Regions from separate parts of the Capra hircus genome. Here region 2 is linked to region 1. Evidence: chromatin contacts called from public Hi-C data. All regions are on one chromosome and are shown on one strand. The core of a region is the stretch at or near the end of the contact, and the rest is flanking DNA. Distances in the headings are between cores, read along the strand shown. Region 1 has its middle 19 kb from the start of RASSF6. Region 2 holds the start of LOC102182683 (growth-regulated alpha protein-like).

The links. Hi-C and Micro-C count contacts between places; a contact is called where the count stands out from the background.
Region 2: a contact with region 1 is called in a Hi-C map of blood, with 3 times the contacts expected there. The contact joins the promoter of LOC102182683 here to the enhancer-like site in region 1. A contact is called at or near these places in 2 of 5 Hi-C or Micro-C datasets (blood and liver).

The regions. Positions count from the first base shown.
Region 1 is chr6:89,227,913-89,232,384 of ARS1.2, forward strand. No RefSeq gene overlaps it. Among named protein-coding and RNA genes, the nearest start is that of RASSF6, 19 kb to the left of the region's middle. Within about 2 kb of position 1,614, at least 2 of the 5 cell types and tissues checked have an H3K27ac peak or open chromatin away from gene starts, as enhancers often do.
Region 2 is chr6:89,599,693-89,603,898 of ARS1.2, forward strand. LOC102182683 (growth-regulated alpha protein-like) reads left to right here and starts at 2,056. Exons shown (of 4, transcript XM_018049579.1): 1 at 2,056-2,349; 2 at 2,433-2,556; 3 at 2,670-2,753; 4 at 3,585-4,206. The coding sequence starts at 2,262. The coding sequence ends at 3,600.

The DNA of each region.
Region 1 (4,472 bases), core at 364-2,863:
TGCCGGAGAAATCCCACGGACAGAGTAGCCTGGTGAGCTACAGTCCATGGGCTCACAAAAGAGTTGGACAGGACTTAGCGACTAAACCACCACCAGCACCATACAGTTAAAAAGGCTTTGATTTTAATGAGTTTTCAAATACTGTAGCTATTAAGGTCAACAGACAAAGGGAAGAATGCCTTCATTTCTGCAATATCCTTCTAGGGACTAGTATTGTTTCTTAAGAGTCATGAGGGAAAGATAAGTGAGGGAGGGTTATTTAGGGGGCAGCTCTTCCTTCTTTAAATTTCATGTGTGTCCAAGCAGTCCACGTCAGTCTTACTTCCCCATCCCATGATGCTCAGCCCAGCAAAACTAAAGCCTGGGGAAAAGGTAGAGAGAGACAGCAGGGGTGGGAGCAGAGAACCCATCGCCTCATTCTGTGTACAGTTTAGCTTCCTGCATCCAGACCAAGGTCCTGTGGTCACCTTTGCTTGTAGAAGGCTGAGCTGTCATAGGCTGAGACTCATGTATTTCTAGGCCTCCAGTGAACAAGCAGGGATTAACTAACCCGTCCGCCCCACTCTAAATCCATATCAGTTGTCATCAGAAGCAGTGGGCTGGCATTCATATGTTTAGGCTCCTATTGGTACATCTTCCTGGAACCTGAACCTCAGAGACTCACATTTCTGTTGCAATTTTATGGCAAGAGAGTGCCCTTGTTCCTGCCAACCTCTCACTTTGAGTCTGGTTTCTTTGCCATTCTTTATAAAGCTGGAGAACTTGAGTCTGCAGACACCCATGCTCAGTGATATTCAGGCTGTCCTTCCAGGACACACATTACCAATTTTGCTTTCTACATATGTTACTCGGAGAAGGAAATGGCAACCCACTCCAGTATTCTTGCCTAGAGAATCCCATGGACAGAGGAACCTGGCAGGGTACTGTCCATGGAGTCGCACAGAGTTGGACACAGCTGAAGAGCCTTAGCATGCATGCATGCATTAGGAAATGGCAACCCACTCCAGTGTTCTTGCCTGGAGAATCCCAGGGACAGAGGAGCCTGGTGGGCTGCCATCTATGGGGTCAGAGTCAGACACTACTGAAGCAACTTAGCAGCAGCAGCAGCAGCAGCATGTTACTACCTGACCTATGTGAGGCTTGCTAGCACGGCAGATTTCAACACATTTTCTTTTCTGCTACTGACATCTGCTGTTCCCGACTCTCTTTGCTCTAATCATTTGTCTTAACCCAGAAACTTCAGTCAAGGGAGATATGGACCATCATGAGGGTGAGCTGTGGGTCAGTCTGGGGTAAATATAACCCCACGGTTCACTACGATTTGTTCTCTGCCGACACGGCACCAGAACCCAGTCCTGGCAAAATCCCATCTTAGGGCTTCTAGATTTCTCTAGGGATCGCGGCCGAGTCCTCCATTTTCTTCTCCATGACCTCCATCTGCAGCCAGCCAAGGTCACCCTTGTTCCTCTGCTGCTGGGTTTCTTTGGAAGAGGCTGAGGCCTGAGGGTTTCATCCTGAGGTTTCCAACCTCGTCACTGCAGAGGCTCCAAATGGTGCCTGTGTCAGCAGTTTCTGCTCTCGGCCACACTGACGCCAGCCCCAGCTGTCCCGTTCATGCCCAAGGCCTCCAAAAGTCCCCGCTGTGAAGCTGGCCCTTCAGCTGCCGCCACCACGCCTCCCCTTCATGGCCTCAGTCACAAATCTAAGGGATAAAGTAGAGATTTCTGGTTTCTGTCTAGGATTAAGGAGCTTGGAAATCACCACTCTGTTCTAACAAGTAAAATGCTGATCAGACTGAAAAATGCAGCGACTCTTCTTAGGTCTGTAAGAGAAATGAGGTCACCATCAAACCACTTCCACCAAGTTGAAGAGACAGAGAATCAAGACTTACTGGAACAGAAATCCATGAGCAAAATCTCCGTCGGAACCAGTGCTGGGGTAGGAAAACCTGAACCGATCAGTTTGTTATGAAAAATTTCAAATATACAGAAAAGTAGAGAGACTTTTACAGTGAATAATTATGGACTCACTCTATGGATTTAGCAGTTAACCCTTTATTATACTTGCTTTTTTAAATTGTATATTTATTTATCCACCCATCCATCTATTCATTCTTTATCATGTTATGTTTTGATCCATTTAAAATAAATTATAGAAATCAGCTTGTTCACCCCTAAATACCTCTGTGTGCATATTATTAACATGATTAACTAGAGTTCATTATTTGTGTATAAACCAAATGCTATTCCCTTTTTTAGGTGCAATGAAATGTGCAAATCTTACATGTTCCATTGGGCAAGTTTTGACAAATGTATTGTTTCTGCACATGCTCAGTCATGTTCACTATGACTCTGTGAACTGTAGCCCACCAGACTCCTCTGTCCATGGAATTCTCCAGGCAATAACACTGGAGTAGATTGCTACTTCCTTCTCTGAGAGATAGCCCGATCCATAGATCCAACCCGAGTATCTTATGTCTCCTGATTGACAGGTGGGTTCTTTATCACTAGAGCAAATTGACATACTAGGGAAAATCAACACTCTTTTTTCTAGCCATGCAGGCCTCCTGATGATCACTCAAGGTGTTTGCAATTGCTGTTTCCTTTATCCCGACACACATTCCCCCCAGAGGAGACGTGCATATGGCTTATCTTGAGTTTTTGCTGAATTGTTACCTCCACAGAGATTCCTCACCTAAAATTGCACTCCCACCCCCATGCTGGCACTGCCCATCCCTCTTGCTTGCTTAATTTCCTGCATAGAACATATAACTTATTTTTAAAACTTATTTATATTTTTTTTATTGCAGTATAGTTGATTTACAATGTTGTCCTAGTTTCAAGTGTACAGCAAAGTGACTTATATATACATATACATACGAATATATATGTTGTACGTATCTGTTCATCTCAGACTCATAATTTACCCCTCCCCCACTTTCCCTTTTGGCAACTGTAGGTTTGTTTTCTGGGTCTGTGAGCCTGTTTCTGTTTTCTAACAGGTTCAACTATGGGTAGTCAGGGGACCCACTCTGAGAAATATTGGATTAAATATTTTGCCCAAGTTCACCATGATAAAACCATACATGGAACAGAACCATGTCTAATTCACTGAAATATATTCTTGAGCTTCTACTGTCTGCAAGCAATGTTTTGAAGGCTCTGAAGAGGCAGTGGTTCACAAAATAGATTTCAGTACCCATGCCCTTTCAACTAGAACATGCCTCCTCTTTCTAAATGAGTCTGATAAAGATTTCCTGAGATGAGTGATGCTCTTTGCCTTTCAGTTTCAGCCACTGTTTTTGTAAGAACCTGACAATCATGGGCATGAATGATAGGTATCAGTTTTAAAATGTAATAGCAAATAGAGAAGACTTTCTCTAAGGCAGTAGAATTAAATACCATATAAATCTAATTCACATGACATAGTCTGATGCAATTCAATGCAGCACTTTACAGCAAAAAGTGATGCGTTGTCATACAAAGCAGTATCTCACTGCAGCTGCAGGACAGGGGCCTTGGAGGCAACCTCATCTCAAGTCTTGGGTTGTGGCGCCCTCTAGTGGCAGCCACTGAGACATTTTTGTGACTGCTACAAATGCACTTTTCATTTAATGGAAAAACTGTCAATCTAAGAATGGAAAGGAGCTGATATACAGCAGCCAGCTTTATTATACCACAGAGGCCTCAGATTAAGAGACTTGCCTAAGCTGCCACCTCAGCTAAGGTAACTAATCGTGCTGTCCATGCGATTACTTTTTTCGTTTTTTTTTTTTTTTCATTTGTGACACATACAGAAAAAATAGTAATCAGCCTCTTCTTCAGTCTAAAGATAGGAGACTGGAATGGCAAATGCAGGAGGGTCAGAAACATATAAAGGATTAACATAACAGGAATATAAAAATAAAATATATAATGGAATATAATATAAATAGGAAAAAAATCTGCATCCTTTAATATATAAGCATCTTCCTTCATGGTGAGAGATCAGCTGCTCCTATGTTGTTTGGAGACAGCAAGGAGAATGTAAATGATTACAAATTCCTTATTTTTCAAAATGTACATGCATAATGTTTTCAAATCATATTTATTGAGCACCTACTGTGCTTCAGGTTCAAACGAAATACCACCCCCCCCACACACACGCACACACACCCCGCTAAGCAATTTCATCTGAACAGTAGGCTCCTTTTCCTCCCTCACATCTTCGCTGAGGATGATGAAAGCTTTCTTGGTGCCAGGCACTGCGCTGAGTACCAGTGAAGCTCATGGTCATGGGCTGACTCTCATTTTCTTTGGCAATGTGTCCTCTTATTGAACATGGTGTTTTACAGCCTCCCATACCACTGGAGCAAACTCAGGTGATCCACTTAGGTGCCTCTTGGCTCAGTTTTTATGGAAAATAGACAAGGATAGTAATTCTGCTTTGAAAAAATCCTGGTGCTCAGGGCTTTTGGTATTTTTGAGAATGGA
Region 2 (4,206 bases), core at 806-3,305, 370 kb after region 1:
TATCCATTCATGACACAGCAACTTTTTCCTAGGTTTTTTTGACATTTCTAGGCTACATGGTTAGTCTGCAAGTTTTTTTTTTCAAATTGCCACAAATCTCCAAAATTTTTTCCAATATGTTTATTGAAACAAGTCTGTGTATAAGTGGACCTATGCAGTTTGAGCCCATGTTGTCCAAGTGTTAAGTATTGTTGTTCGGTTGCTGTCATGTCTGACTCTTTGCAACCCCATGGACTGCAGCATGACACCCTTCCCTGTCCTTCACTATCTCTCAGAGTTTGCACAAACTCATGTTCACTGAGTCAAGTGTCAAGTATATTTCCAACTAAGAATCCCAGAAAAATAAAAGTAACAACAGTATCTAGGCAAATTCTTAATTATTGCTAAGTGACTCATATTTAGTAAGCTTTAGGTCATCTTTCATTCCCTACTCTTTTTTAAAAAAATTAAATTTCCTGTTCTTTATCTCAGGACTATACTGACAAAAAAATGTAAAGACAAATCTTTATTATAGTCTAGTTATTCTTAATCTTTTCTAATAATCAAAATGAGAGATCTTCACTTTTCACATTTTGTAGTTGAAATGACTAAAACTAGAATTATAAGATTACTCAACAAACCAGATAACAAAAAATGTACTCTGTTTTCTCTTAAAAAATATGCAAACATTTGATGTTGGAAGAGTTTTTATTTTTATTTTGTTTTTTTTTTCAATAATTCTTTTCTCTTTGTGCAAAGATTTTATCCTGATTAATTTCAGCTTAGTAATATGGAAAAAGCAATTTCCATTTTAGTTTTTAAAAAATTATTTATAGCATTTAATATGTACAGGTGTTTTCAAATGCTAATACATTTATTCACGGTAACGCTGGTTAAAGTAGATATTACAGTTCATCTCTATTTTACAGATGAGAAACTTAAGGCACGGACAATTAAATGCCATGGATCAATATTTCTGAGAGCTGAAATTCCTGCTTTGCAGCCTCGATCAGAGACCTGCTCTGTGTCTTTACCCACCCTTCCAACCTCCCCTCCCCTCCCCTCTCTTGCTTACCACTGGGTATCCCCTCACTTTTAACAGATCTGCATCCAGAATCACTCCTAAACATCTGAAACCTACCTGAGCATAATCCAACAAAGGACATTAAAACTAAGGGTGAAAAATAAACTACACAATTATGATGTCTTCAATCAACTGCTTGAAGTGTCTTTTTAGAAATCAGTACAAATAAAATATGACAACAATTATTTCTCTGGAAGGAAATCAAATCACTGGAAGCAGAATAGTCCATATAAGATGAAGATAAAATGAGATTTGTGACCATCAGACAAGTAAATGGTATGACATTCATGATTTTAGCTCTTAGATATTTCACAGGAACACCTGTTTTTTTGGTTAGAAGAGTGAAGGGTGCTACCCTCACTACTGGCACTAGGCATTCCTCGCCCCCCCAACTCCAATTCCTGTGACTTATTTTGTTCTTGAACAAAACTAGAAACTGAACCGGGACACACCTTTCTCTCCCTGGAATAGGTCCAAATGACCACGTGTCCCTTAGTTCACAGATTAATCAAATCAACACACTCTACGCCAAAAAAAAGCGCTGGTATTCATGAATCTACTCGAGGTCTGGAAGTTCCAGAATTTCACCGGGGAAGGAAGCTTTGTAGGATTGCGACACTTTAGTTGCAATGTAAACACAAAATTAAACTTTTGATACTGGTCATCCCCTCACTACTGCGGGGATAATATGACATGAGGTGTGATTTATTTGTGCTCGTAAAATACCGGGAAGTAAGAGAACATTCTCACGCATAATTTGAGATGACCTGTGCTTTAAGAGTGTATTTATGCAGACGTGGATAAAATCATCAAGTCCCAAGACACTGAAGTGTAAGTAACACGTGGAAAATCAGTTCTCTCTCCGTCCCTCCTCCCTGGCCTTAATTCCCTCAATCTTAATAACTAACGTTTGTCACTATGCCTGTCTCCTCTAAGATGTGACAACACTTCTTGCAAGGCGACTCACCCTCCGGTGGGGATTTGGGTACGTGGATGACACTCCGAGTGCGCAGATTCCGCGTGAGGCGGGCGGGGCCCCCTTCCTTCCGGACAGGGAATTTCCCTGGCCCCCGGGCTGGCAACTCCCTTCTGATCAGGATAAAAGGGGTTCACCCGGCTCGGGGAGCCACAGAGCCCGCTCAGCCAGCGCTCCCGCCAGCCTTCCCGCCGCAGACACAGACCGCCCGAGCTGAGACCCATGGCCCGAGCCGCGAACGCCGCCGCCCGGCTCCTCGGCGCCGCGATGCTGCTCCTGCTCCTGGTGGCCGCCGGCCGGCGCGCAGCAGGTGAGACCCGGATCCCCAGGGCGGGACGGGGACGGGCGGGTGCCCGTGAGGACAGCCCCTAACCCACTCTGTCCTTCCCGCAGGGGCGCCCGTGGTCAACGAACTGCGCTGCCAGTGCCTGCAGACCGTGCAGGGGATTCACCTCAAGAACATGCAGAGCGTGAAGGTGACGCCCCCGGGCCCCCACTGCGGCCAAGCCGAAGTCATGTAAGTGTCACCTCTGTTGCTGTCCTCGTCATCACCACCCACCGTGCCGATGCCCCCACCCCATCCCTCAAATGGACCCCCCGCCTCACGTAGATTCTTCCTCCTCTCTGCAGAGCCACTCTCAAGACTGGTCAGGAAGTGTGTCTCAACCCCGCCGCCCCCATGGTTAAGAAAATCATCGATAAGATGCTAAACCAGTGAGTTGTGGTTTTTATTCATCGTCTGACTAGAGTCATTCTGCCTGCTGAAAGTTATGTCAGAGAAGCCTAGGATTTAGCTGAAAGAATGAAAAAAAATCATTATTTCAAAGTTAAATTTGCCATTAGGGTCATTAATCTGCTCTGGTGTCAGAAGGACACTTCCACTGCCTCCTGGCCTGCTTGCTCTTGGAGTGTGGAAGATGAAGCCCCAGGGATTGAATCCCTGTCTCCTGTATTGTAGGCAGATTCTTTACCATCTGAGCCACCGAGGAGCCCAAAAGGTGAAGCAGAGTTAGCCAATGATGCTAAAATGCTTCCTATCTGTTAAGGAACAAATACCCTTTACCTCGAGTTTTTCATGAGCTTCAGACCTGAGAGGTAAAACTCTTGGGTTTGGGTCATATGGAACTCAGGCTTGGTGGTGAAGCCAGGGACTTTTCAGGGGAATGTCCCTCCCCCTGGCCTCTGCCAACACAGTGCAAGCCTAGATTCCACCCTTTATTATTCCTGTAACCCCAGGGAAAGTACTTAATCTCTTTAAGTCTCAATAACATGGGGAATAATAGTAATAGGTATTTAATGGAGTTTGCCATGTGGCTTAAGTGATGTCATGCATGTACATTTTTAGCTCAAGGTGGCATTATGTTCTCGCTTTTTGAAAATAGTAAGATTGCTAGCACAGACTCCATGTTCCTAATTAAATAGCATTTAGGAGCCTGGCATTTTCTGTCATACAGTGCAGCATTGGTCTAGGTAGCAACCACATAGTGCAGGGCTGTGAGGTCAGTTTTTGGAGTCCTACTAACAGTAACCATTTTCTCATTGCAGGGCTAGCGCCAACTGATCAAGAGAGATGGAAGGAGCTTCTTGACTATTGCAGCAGCCTCAGTGGAATTGAAGTAAAAGAAGAGAAACAAATGGCTCCCAGGGCCATCTGGACTGTGTTTAATGTATTTGGCTGTTTCTTATGAGAGTTCTATTTATTTACATCTGTATTTATTTATTTATTTTTCAAAGCCTGTGTATTGATATTGTAATATTTAAAGGTGTGAATGTGTTTGGCAGTTCTCGGTACTGTTAGTTTCAAAGTTTATTTTTATGTTAACTCAAAGTTAGTTCAATCCTGACTGTTTAATTTGAAGATGATGTGTTTTAAGTGTTCTTCACTTATTAAACTATTTTTGGGGAGAGGGTATTCCACACTGTACTATCCAATATAGTAAAGGCTAGAGACAGTAGTGGAGGGTTCAAGCAAACAGATAGATCACGATCACTGTTAATGTAGGGAATGTGTGTATACGTTTACTTTTTGTAGAGAAATTGTCAGTTGTTATTTATTGAAACATTTCACAGTCTGTAGTCAACATTTCTGATGTTGAACCTTTACAAATGACAATGATCTAAATATCCCTTGGACATTTTATGTCTTCCTTGTAAGGCATAATGCCTT